2 separate regions of the Ovis aries genome follow, and region 2 is linked to region 1. A link is a contact called in public Hi-C data. All regions are on one chromosome and are shown on one strand. Each heading gives the region's core, a stretch centred on a gene start, on an enhancer-like site or on the middle of the called end of the contact. The rest is flanking DNA. Distances are from core to core; before and after follow the strand shown.

The links. Hi-C and Micro-C count contacts between places; a contact is called where the count stands out from the background.
Region 2: a Hi-C map of liver shows a contact between it and region 1, with 4 times the contacts expected there. The contact joins the promoter of KIAA1958 here to the promoter of INIP in region 1. A contact is called at or near these places in 5 of 16 Hi-C or Micro-C datasets (blood, hypothalamus, liver and 1 more).

Annotation. Positions count from the first base shown.
Region 1 is chr2:10,960,560-10,965,998 of ARS-UI_Ramb_v3.0, reverse strand. INIP (INTS3 and NABP interacting protein) reads right to left here and starts at 3,337. Exons shown (of 6, transcript XM_060408910.1): 1 at 3,296-3,337; 2 at 1,810-1,885.
Region 2 is chr2:11,131,110-11,136,548 of ARS-UI_Ramb_v3.0, reverse strand. KIAA1958 (KIAA1958 ortholog) reads left to right here and starts at 3,235. Exons shown (of 5, transcript XM_027964113.3): 1 at 3,235-3,313.

The DNA.
Region 1 (5,439 bases), core at 2,088-4,587:
TTTATATGATGTTTAAAATGAAACACGACTACGCTTAATTTAAAAATAAGATCTGTCAGATGGACGCTTACTTTTGATATGGAGAGGAAAACAGAAGTTTCAATTTTTCAAGTAGGTTTGTAAGTTTGTAAGTTTCACTTACAAGGTGGAACCGATACTTTCTGGAGATTAAACTTTGCTTTTGAAAACTTATTTTTAAACAAAACAAAAACTCCTTACTTGGGATGTTTCTAACTTGATTGGCTTATGGGAGCTCTTAACACACATGAAATGTGTATGGAAAGTTTTTCAAGCAAATGAAAATAAAAACATGGATATGGCCCAATGACAATTTTAACTTCTTTAAAAGTGGTTCTTATCTCAAGTAAAAAAGTAAGAGAACAAATGTCAGAGCAGGACCTAAGGTTTATAATGTGAGCAATATTAACACAGATTAAAATATAGGATTTAGATGTTCCAGATGTTCAAGCTGGATTTAGGAAAGGCAGAGAAACCAGAGATCAAATTGCTAACATCTGCTGTATCATCAAAAAGCAAGAGAGTTCCATAAAAACATCTACTTCTGCTTCACTGACTATGCCAAAGCCTTTGACTGTGTGGACCACAACAAACTCTGGAAAATTCTTACCGAGATGGGAATACCAGACCACCTAACCGGAGCAATCTATACGCAGGTCAAGAAGCAACAGTTAGAACTAGACATGGAACAACAGACTGGTTCCAAATCGGGAAAGGAGTACATCAAGGCTGTATATTGTTACCCTGCTTATTTAACTTATATGCAGAGTACATCATGAGAAACGCTGGACTACATGAAGCACAAGCTGGAATCAAGATTGCTGGGAGAAATATCAATAACCTCAGAAATATCAATAACACCACCCTTATGGCAGAAAGAAGAACTAAAGAGCCTCTTGATGAAAGTGAAAAAAGAGAGTGAAAATTTGGTTTAAAATTCAACATTCAGAAAACTAAGATCGTGGCATCTGGTCCCATCACTTCATGGCAAACAGATGGGGAAACAGTGGAAACCGTGATAGACTTCATTTTTGGGGGGCTCCAAAATCACTACAGATGGTGACTGCAGCCATGAACTGAAAAGACGTTTGTTCCTTGGAAGAAAAGTTATGACCAACGTAGACAGGTTATTAAAAAGCAGAGACATTATTTTGCCAACAAAGGTCCATCTAGTCAAAGCTATGGTTTTTCCAGTAGTCATGTATGGATGTGAGAGTTGGACTATAAAGAAAGCTGAGAGCCAAAGAATTGATGCTTTTGAACTGTGGTGTTGGAAAAGACTCTAGACAGTCCTTCGGACAGCAAGGAGATTCAACCAGTCCATCCTAAAGGAAATAAGTCCTGAACAGTCATTGGAAAGACTGATGCTGAAGCTCCAATACTTTGGTCACCTGATGTGAAGAACCGACTCATCTGAAAAGACCCTGATGCTGGGAAAGAGTGAGGGCAGGAGGAGAAGGGGACGACAGAGGATGAGATGGTTGGATGGCATCACTGACTCAATAGACATAGGTTTGGGTGGACTCCGGGAGCTGGTGATGGACAGGGAGGCCTGGCAGGCTTCAGTTCATGGGGTCATAAAGAGTCGGACATGACTGAGCAACTGAACTGACTGACATATAGACAAAATGATCGAATTGCTTCAAATATGCGATTTTATTTTGCTAGTCTTTTTTTTTTGCTATTCATTTTTAATTCTGCCTACAATGACTACCCTATGCTAAATTTCTACCCAAATTAATTTTCTATCAAAAGTTCCTAGTAATAAAAGAAATTCCAGGATGCACTTACCTTGTCCTGAAGGGTTTGCTGCCATCTTCCTATTTTCTGTTTCAACTATGTTCAGGGGTCAGCACTTTACAAACACCTGTGAAAAATAATGTGTACACACTTATCTTCATCTCTTCAGAAACATATGTCTGAAAGGCACGCAACTTAAAGCAATACCTCAAGTTATTTAGAGGGCTCAGTTGCTTCAGTCATGTTTGACTCTGCGACCTTAAAGCCTGCCAGGCTCCTCTGTCCATGGGATTTTCCAGACAATACTGGGTTGCCATTTCCTACTCCAGGAGATCTTCCTGACCCAGGGATGGAACCAGTGTCTTTTATGTCTCCCATATTGTCAGATGGGTTCTTTACCTCTAGCACCACCTGGGAAGCCCACTTAGTGAAAGTCAAATTTTTATTCTTGCAGATGTTGATACCGACAGTTAGCATTACTGTCTTTAATTACATCATTAGGTTATGTTTACCAAATACTACCAAATCTATCAACTAATTGATAGTATCAATGCGATTACAGGACTAGGAAGCAAAAATCACTCAACGATAGTGCCTCTGGATTCATTTAAGATACCTAGCTAATAACTACTGTGTATACTACTTAAGGCTAAAAAGGGAAAGAAGCCGAATATTTCTCCAGTATATACTCTGCACTCTACACTTTATGACTGAAATTAGTTATTTTATTTATCACCACTTTATAAATGGGGAGATTGTGCCCAAGGTAACAAAGCTAGTGCGAATACTGTTAGTTTTAAATTTCGTGCTTTTGAACTAGGCCTTGGGTAGATCCCAAATGAGCAAGACCCTAGTCTTGCTCTCATGAAATGTACAATCCAGTGGGAAAACACTGTCTCATTGTCTCATTCAAGGAACAATACTAAAAAAAGTTTAATACGCGCTTTTTACAAGGCGTAAACAACGCTCTGTGAGCAGAGACGAACTGATTCTACTGGCGTGACGAGGTATGCCTTATAAGATGCGCACGAAAAGACAAGAGCTAGTAAACACATGTCGGTTTTGAACAAAATAATGTTAGGTGTCTCCTGCGGCTTAAGTACAGAGCAGACGAAAACCGGGTTAGGAAGGGAGGAACAAGAAGGCCATCTTGTGATGGGGGACTTCAAGCAGGGACGTGACAAGGTTGTACCAGCCTCTCAGAAGGGTCCCTGGGGCGTGCGTGGAGGCTGGCGCAGCGGCTGCGGCCGAGACCCAGGACAACACGGGGAGTGAATGCTGGGAGGCAAAGCTGACGGGGAAGCCACTACCCTATAGCATGGGATGGCGGCAGCAAGTCAGCGCCGGGGCCACACACCTCCATAACCGGTGCCGCCAGGCGGTCCTACTTACCGCGAGGCGAAAGAGCCAGGACCGCCTAGCCGTCAGGTCGCGTTCTCCAAGGGGGCGCGACCACTTAAGGACCCACAACTGGAGCTCAACGTGTAACTCCACAACCCTCCCGCCCCCGGTGCTCTTCCGCCCCCGGGTGACTTACCCACGAGGGAGCGGAAGTCCCGCCTCCCGCCTGGACCCAACTGCCGCTCCTCACGGTGATTCGTACTTTAACTGCCAACCTCATGCATACGCCACTTCCTTTCCAAAGAGTGGCAGCCAGAGAGGCTCAGGGAACTTGCAGGCCGGGGGCGGGGCCCGAAAGGGGCGGGGCGCGCAGTGACGTAGGGGCGGGGCAGAGACAGAATGGGTCCCTAGCACCGCGAGTAGCTATTCCGTCCAGACCGCTGGGGGCAGAAAAGCCACCAGGGCAGCAACTGTGAATCCACTTAGGTTGGGACTGAGGCGGAGGTGCGGTTGGCACTCGGAGAGCGAGCTTTAACAACCTTCTTGGGGTTGCGCATCTTGATGTACACAAATCCCGGGGATACTTTTCTACTTTTAGTTCAGTTCAGTTCAGTCGCTCAGTCGTGTCCGACTCTTTGCGACCCCATGAATTGCGGCACGCCAGGCCTCCCTGTCCATCACCAACTTCCGGAGTTCACTCAGACTCGCGTCCATCGAGTCAGTGATGCCATCCAGCCATCTCATCCTCTGTCGTCCCCTTCTCCTCCTGCCCCCAATCCCTCCCAGCATCAGAGTCTTTTCCAATGAGTCAACTCTTCTCATGAGGTGGACGAAGTATTGGAGTTTCAGCTTTAGCATCATTCCTTCCAAAGAACACCCAGGGCTGGCTCCTTCAGAATGGACTGGGTGGATCTCCTCGCAGTCCAAGGGACTCTCAAGAGTCTTCTCCAACACCACAGTTCAAAAGCATCAGTTCTTCACCGTTCAGCTTTCTTCACAGTCCAACTCTCACATCCATATATGACCACTGGAAAAACCATAGCCTTGACTAGACAGACCTTTGTTGGCAAAGCAATGTCTCTGCTTTTCAATGTGCTATCTAGGTTGGACATAACTTTCCTTCCAAGGAGTAAGCGTCTTTTAATTTCATGGCTGCAGTTAATTAAACATAAGATAAGCACTAAACTTGTAGGAATTTTTTTTTACTGCTGTGCACTTGCAATAATGTGTATTTGTGGATATGCCACATTTCAGATGAAGAAGTCACTCCTTGTGGGATAGCCTGATGCCAGCACAGTAAAGCTGCATGTCTATCAGTACATTGGATAGTCAGACCTGAAACCACAGTTTGAAAAAGGAAAATGTTAAATAAAGTTTGCAAAATGTAAACTCTTAGAAAAGAAAAAAAGGTCTGTGTTTTACTGGATATCTTGGTCAATGTGCCTGCTCAGTCATGTCAGACTCTTTGCGATCCCATGGACTATATTATATATAGCCCACCAGGCTCCTCTGTCCATGGAATTTTCCAAGCAAGAATATTGGAGTGGGTTGCCATTTCCTCCTCCAGGGGATCTTCTCGACCCAGTGATCAAACCTGCATCTCCCGAGTTTCCTGCGTTGGCAAGCAGATTCTTTACCACTGTGTCACCCATCTATCTAGTCAATAGTTCAGGTAAGTATGTTGTTGTACAGTCTCACAGTTGTGTCCAATTCTTTCCAACCCATGGACTGCAGCAGGCCAGGCTTCCCTGTCCTTCACTATATCCTGGAGTTTGCTCAAACTTATGTCCGTTGAATTGATGATGCCATCCAACCATCTTGTCCTCTGTCACCCCCCTTCTCCTGCCCTCAGTCGTTCCCAGCCTCAAGTTCTTTCAATGAATTGGCTCTTTGCATCAGGTGAACAAAGTATTAGAGCTTCAGTTTCAGCACCAGTCCTTCCAATGGGTATTCAGGGTTGGTTTCCTTTAGAATTGGCTGGTTTGATAAGTGTGTGAATCCTACATATCCACTAGTGGAAAGTCCAAGACAAAAGGAATGTGTGTGATAGACCTGGGGCTCTGTTAACTGGTAAGGAAACTCCAGGTAACAGTCTGTGAGGTGCCTCCTTCTGAAGCCAGTATGATAACTTGTTTAGTCACTACGTTGTGTCCAACTCTTTTGTGACTTCACTGACTATAGCCCACCATTCTCCCCTGTCCATGGAATTTCCCAGGCAAGAATACTGGAGTGGGTTGCCATTTCCTTCTCCAGCTTCCCGACGCAGAGATCAAACCTGTGTCTCCTGCATTGGCAGAATTCTTAACAGCTGGACCACCAGGGAAGTCCAGATTGATTGAC
Region 2 (5,439 bases), core at 1,986-4,485, 170 kb before region 1:
ATATGAATATTCATGTACCGAGTCCTTGTATTCTCTTGAGTATGAAATGGCTGGATCATATGATATCTGTATATTTAACTTTCTAAGAAATTGCAGACTTTTTTCCAAATCAGTTGTACTATTTTTACATTTCATTAATAATGTATAGGATTTCATTTCTCCACATGCTCATTAACACTTGATATATTCAGTCTTTAAAATTTCAGCCATTCTATTAAGTATTGGTATCTCATTGTATTTTAACTTCCAAATCTGATGCAATTGAGCATCTTTGCTGTGCTTAGTTGCTCTGTCCTGTTGGACTCTTTGCGACCCCATGGACTGTAATCCACCAGGCTCCTCTGCCATGGGGATTCTCCAGGCAAGAATACTGGAGTGGGTTGCCATGCTCTCCTCCAGGGGATTTTCCCAACCCAGGGATTGAACCCAGGTCTCCCACATTACAGAGATTCTTTACCATCTGAGCCACTTTACATGTGCTTTTTTGACATGTGTATATCTTGATGAAGTGTCTGCTCAAATCTTTGCCCACATTATATTCCATTGTTTGTTTTTATTATTGAAATTTTGGGAGCTCTATATATATGTGATGCTGAGAAAGATTGAAGGCGGGAGGAGAAAGGGACAACAGAGGATGAGATGGTTGGATGGCATCACTGACTCAATGGAAATGAATTTGAGTAAGCTCCAGGAGTTGGTGATGGACAGGGAAGCCTGTCGTGCTGCAGTCCATGGGGTTGCAAAGAGTCAGACATGACTGAGCGACTGAACTGAACTGATATATATTCAGGATATATGTTATTTTCAGATATTTGCAAATACTTTTGCCCTTTCAATAACTTGTTTTTTCTCTTACCAGTGATACAACCACCATGAGATGGCCAAAGATTTCTTAGATTTTTTTTTTCTCTTAACAAACTGCTTTCTGTTTTATTTCCTAACTTTTTGACTCTTCCATGAACAGGTTAGGAATCAGCAAATACTTTGAGGTGAAATGGTATGTACAGTGATTGACTCCTTTTACTGTGATTGCCTTTCTTCTGGAATCTTAGCCTCTCAAGTCCAAGCTGCCCTGATAGACCTGATCTCCAAAATTTGTATCTCCAGCCCAATCAGACTGTTGAAAGTACTAGGGTGCCTCTGTGTGGTTTCTATACTTCAAGACACAAATCAACAAAGCTCTGAGAAGGAAAGGTAGCTGAGGATGGAGTATTCACTTCAGTGTGTTTCCCTTCTTGCTGGGTTCTTGGGACTCTCAACTCTTGGCTGCCTGGGTGGTTGCTATGTAACAGATTTATACAGCCTTTTTTAAAAATGCACATTTTATAGTATTTTTGTGGGAGAGTTACTTGGTTCAACCAAGTACCTCATCATAGCTGGAAGCCTGCATTATTTAAAAAACTCATCAAGATGGAAATATCCTTGAAACAAGTGGGACTGCTCTTAAAAAGTTCATTGTGATAAAAACAAATAATATAAAATTTACTCTTTTAACAATTTTAAGTGTACAGTTCAGTGGTTTAATGATATTTACACTGTTGTATAACAGATTTCTAGAACTTTTTCATCTTGCAAAACTAAAAGTATACATGGAACAGTAACTTTTCACATTCCCATCCTCGGTCTCTGGCAACCACCATAATACTGTTTCCATGATTTTGACAACTCTAGGTACTTTATACAAGTGAAGTCATAAAGTATTTGTCCTTTTTGTGTCTGGTTTATTTCATTTGGTGTAGTGTCCTTAAGGTTCATCTATGCTGTAGCATGTGACAGGATTTCTTTTTTAAGGCTGAATAATACTCTGCTGCTGCTGCTGCTGCTGCTGCTAAGTCGCTTCAGCCGTGTCCGACTCTGTGGAACCCTATAGACGGCAGCCCACTAGGCTCCCCCGTCCCTGGGATTCTCCAGGCAAGAACACTGGAGTGGGTTGCCATTTCCTTCTCCAGTGCATGAAAGTGAAAAGTGAAAGTGAAGTCGCTCAGTCGACCGACTCTTAGCGACCCCATGGACTGCAGCCTACCAGGCTCCTCTGTCCATGGGATCTTCCAGGCAAGAGTACTGGAGTGGGATGCTACTACGTATAGCTAATCAGATATACTTTAAACGCTATTTATTATCATTTATTATTACTTTGGAGACTGCTGTAGGAAGAGAAGAGCACGGAGGCATACTACTTGGGATGAATCTGGGTTCCTCCAGCTACTCTGTGATCTTGGGCTGATTTCTAAGATCTCTGTGTCTCCTCTACAAAGTGGCAGTGCTAACCCCACCCACTTCGCAGCATCTTTAGGATTAGGTAAATCAGTATTCACTAAGCGCTTAGTGTGAACCCCAAGCACAAAGAACGTGCCACGTTTGCTAGATAAAAGCGGAGGGCACCTGGTCCAGCCTTACCTCCCTTGTGCCCAGGTATGCAGGTGGTGTTACTGTATGCTTCCCAGGTTTTAGTGTGTTTTAGGTGTTATTCAGCGATCCAGCTCCCTCCACGGGATGGGTGCGTGTGATTGTAGTTGGATTAGAAACTTCCACCACGCAACGTGACTGTGGGTTGCACATCTGTCGATAGGAGGTGTTCTTGCCAATGCCTGGGTGTAGAGGTGACTCCACTCAGCGCGTTAAAACAGGTGTCACACGCCTGACCAACGGAGTGTCTTGCAAGGAGGTCTGATTGTGGCTTTTAAAAAGGGTGCAGCTGTACAGAGCTCCGAGGGGCAGCGGAGACCGCTGGCCCGGGAAGTGTGACAGAAAGGGGTGCTGCCCACTTGAGAACTCACTGGGGATCGTGGCTCCCACACCTGTCGGGCTGCGGAGACCGAGCTCGTGCGCGCGCGCGCGTGTGTGTAGCAGGAAGGTCGGTGCACACCGCCTCCGGGCAGCGACGGCCGTTAGGCTCGGTGCGCGTCGTGGGAGGTGCCGTTACACACTTCCTGTGGGTCTCGCGGACCACGGCGCGTTTCCGGTGCCGGCTGGAGCCCGGGGTCCGAGCCCCCGCCCCGCGCGCCGGCCCCGCCCCGCCCGCGCCCCGCCCCCCGCCTGCCCGCCGCGCTCCGAGCCCGGCGCGCGGAGCCCGCGGCGCACGGAGCGGCGCGCGCCGGTCGGCCGAGTCAGGCTGGCGCCCCCCGCCCCCCTCCCCGCCGTCCGTGGCGAGCCGGTGGCCTTCCCTGTTCCACTTGCCTTCGCTCTCCGGCCCCGCGGCCGCGCTCCCTTCGTCCCTCCCCTCCGGCCCGCCCCGTCCAGCCCGCTCTGCCCGGCTCCCGCAGGCCCCCCTCGCTGCCCGCGTTCCTATGGACAGACGCACAGACACCTGCAGGTGGGTGAGAGCCCGTGCGCGGGGCGGGGACGAGCGCGCCGACGCTGCGCCCGGGGTCGGCGGCCCCTTTGTGTGGGGGGCGGCCGCACTGGGGTCCGCGCCGCCGCCCCCTCGGCGGCCTAGCGGTGACCCGGCTGAACCCTCCTTTTGTTCCTCTGCGGGGGTAGGGGGGCGGGGGCGCGGAAAGGCGAGAGTCAGGGCTGAGAGCCGGGCGGCCGGACGTCGCCTGCGACGGGCTGCGGGGGGGCGGGAAACGGGTAGAGACCCCCGGCGACCGGGCGAGCGGCGGCGGCGGCGGGGCCGCGGCTCTGGGCTGTCTCTCCGGGGCCGGCCCGCCGCCGGCGGTCTCCTGTCGCAGCGGCCGCGGGCGCGCTGCGAGTCTGGCTCGCCGGCTCCAGCTCCAGGGTCTGTTGGAGGTGGGCAGGAGGGCGGGAAGGGGAGAGAAAAGATCTGCTCTCTTAGTTGCCAAGTCTCGAGGAGGTTACGGGAGCGAGAGGGAGAGAGGTGTTTTCAGAGCCCTGGCCCGACTTGTTTCCCCCACGCGAGGCTCGCCGAGGTGCGTTTTGGGGCGTGTGTGAAGGAACGTGCATCGCTTCGGTCCCTTATTTATTGTTTCTAACGGAGGAGGGCTTTCTCCGAAGGGCTCTTCCGCCCCCCCGCCCGGTCTGAGGCTGCGCACAGTGGTTTGTGTTTGTTATCAAATACGTCGAGATATAGATTTCCCTCGGTAGGAGGAGGTTGGGCTGACGAAAATCAAAATCAAAGAACGTTTTGTAGTTTTCTGGTAGTTTTCCTTTTTTCTTTCTTTTTCGTTCTTTAAAGATTAAGAGGCGACTTAAAGGCAAGAAATAAAAGATGAATATGGCTGTGATTTTACATATATGTATATTTTGTGTATATATATAACTTTAGAGGGTAAAGTTTTATTTCCCAGACCCCTTAGGATTAACATGACAGAATCTTCTACCTATTACATAGTTAACAAGCAAATCAGGTAGAAACAGCTTCCGTCGTGTAGATTAGTTAAACTGGAGTGTGATAAACAATTATCTAGCTTTCTGTTCAGGCTAAAACCTTTATTTTCGCTTATTTAAGATACGAGACCTTTCACGACATATGGGGAGAACATGAATGTTAGAACTAATCATTTCCCCCTGTGATAATGCTCTCCCTGTTTTATTCGATGTATTTCTGTATTCTCTGTTTATAACCTATTGGGTTGTATATGGTAGATAAAATTTTTGAAGTGTCGTGGATGGTGTTGCTGATTTATATTATTTATCTCAGTTTTTCATGGATGGTTGCTATGTATTTTTAGATACTCAATAAAGTCGAGTAAGCGCCCAGAAAATTAATTATTCAGATTTTTAACGCAGTTATGGATTTATATCTTTGCATTAACCTCCGTCTACCTGCTCATTTCTGGAGGGTTTTTTTTTTTTTTTTTGGCCTATTGTGTGAGAATCCTTATTGACAAACTTAAATCTGATGATTACCAAGGAGATTAAGAAAAAAAGTTTTGTGGACACTAAGTTATATCTATAGCTATTTATAGGAAATGGGATCTTTCTTAAAAAATAAAAAGTATTTATCATCCAAACATGAAGGAATATTATGGTGGAAAAATGTTTGCTATTTAAATTTTCGTTAAGTAAGATGTAGAAATTTATCAGAAAACAATATACAGTAGCATCAGCTAGGCAAACTGATTTTTGTCATTATAAAGAGGAGACAGTTTAAGTATGCCTAAAATAGTGGTCTTTTTCTAGGAGGAAAAGGTATCCTAGATTCTTGTCCTAGTTTTACATTAACAGATTAATATTATTGCATGCCTAATTTTGTATATGCCTAGAGTGTACATTATTGTACTCTTAAAACTTAGAAGAGGCTATATCTAACAAAGATCATGTCAGCCTCTTTAATTAGTTCCTGCTTTGACTTCTGTCCTAGATGAGATAAATGAATTTAAACTCTGCACAGGGCTCCATGCTGGGCACTGGTAAAACCCTTTAGCAGGATGCCTCTTCCTTTTCTAATAAGGATGGTCCAAAGAGGTTAAGTATAGAAATTTGTTCAGGTTTTATCATGAATGATGGAATGGAGTTCTAAAACACTCCCATGATTTC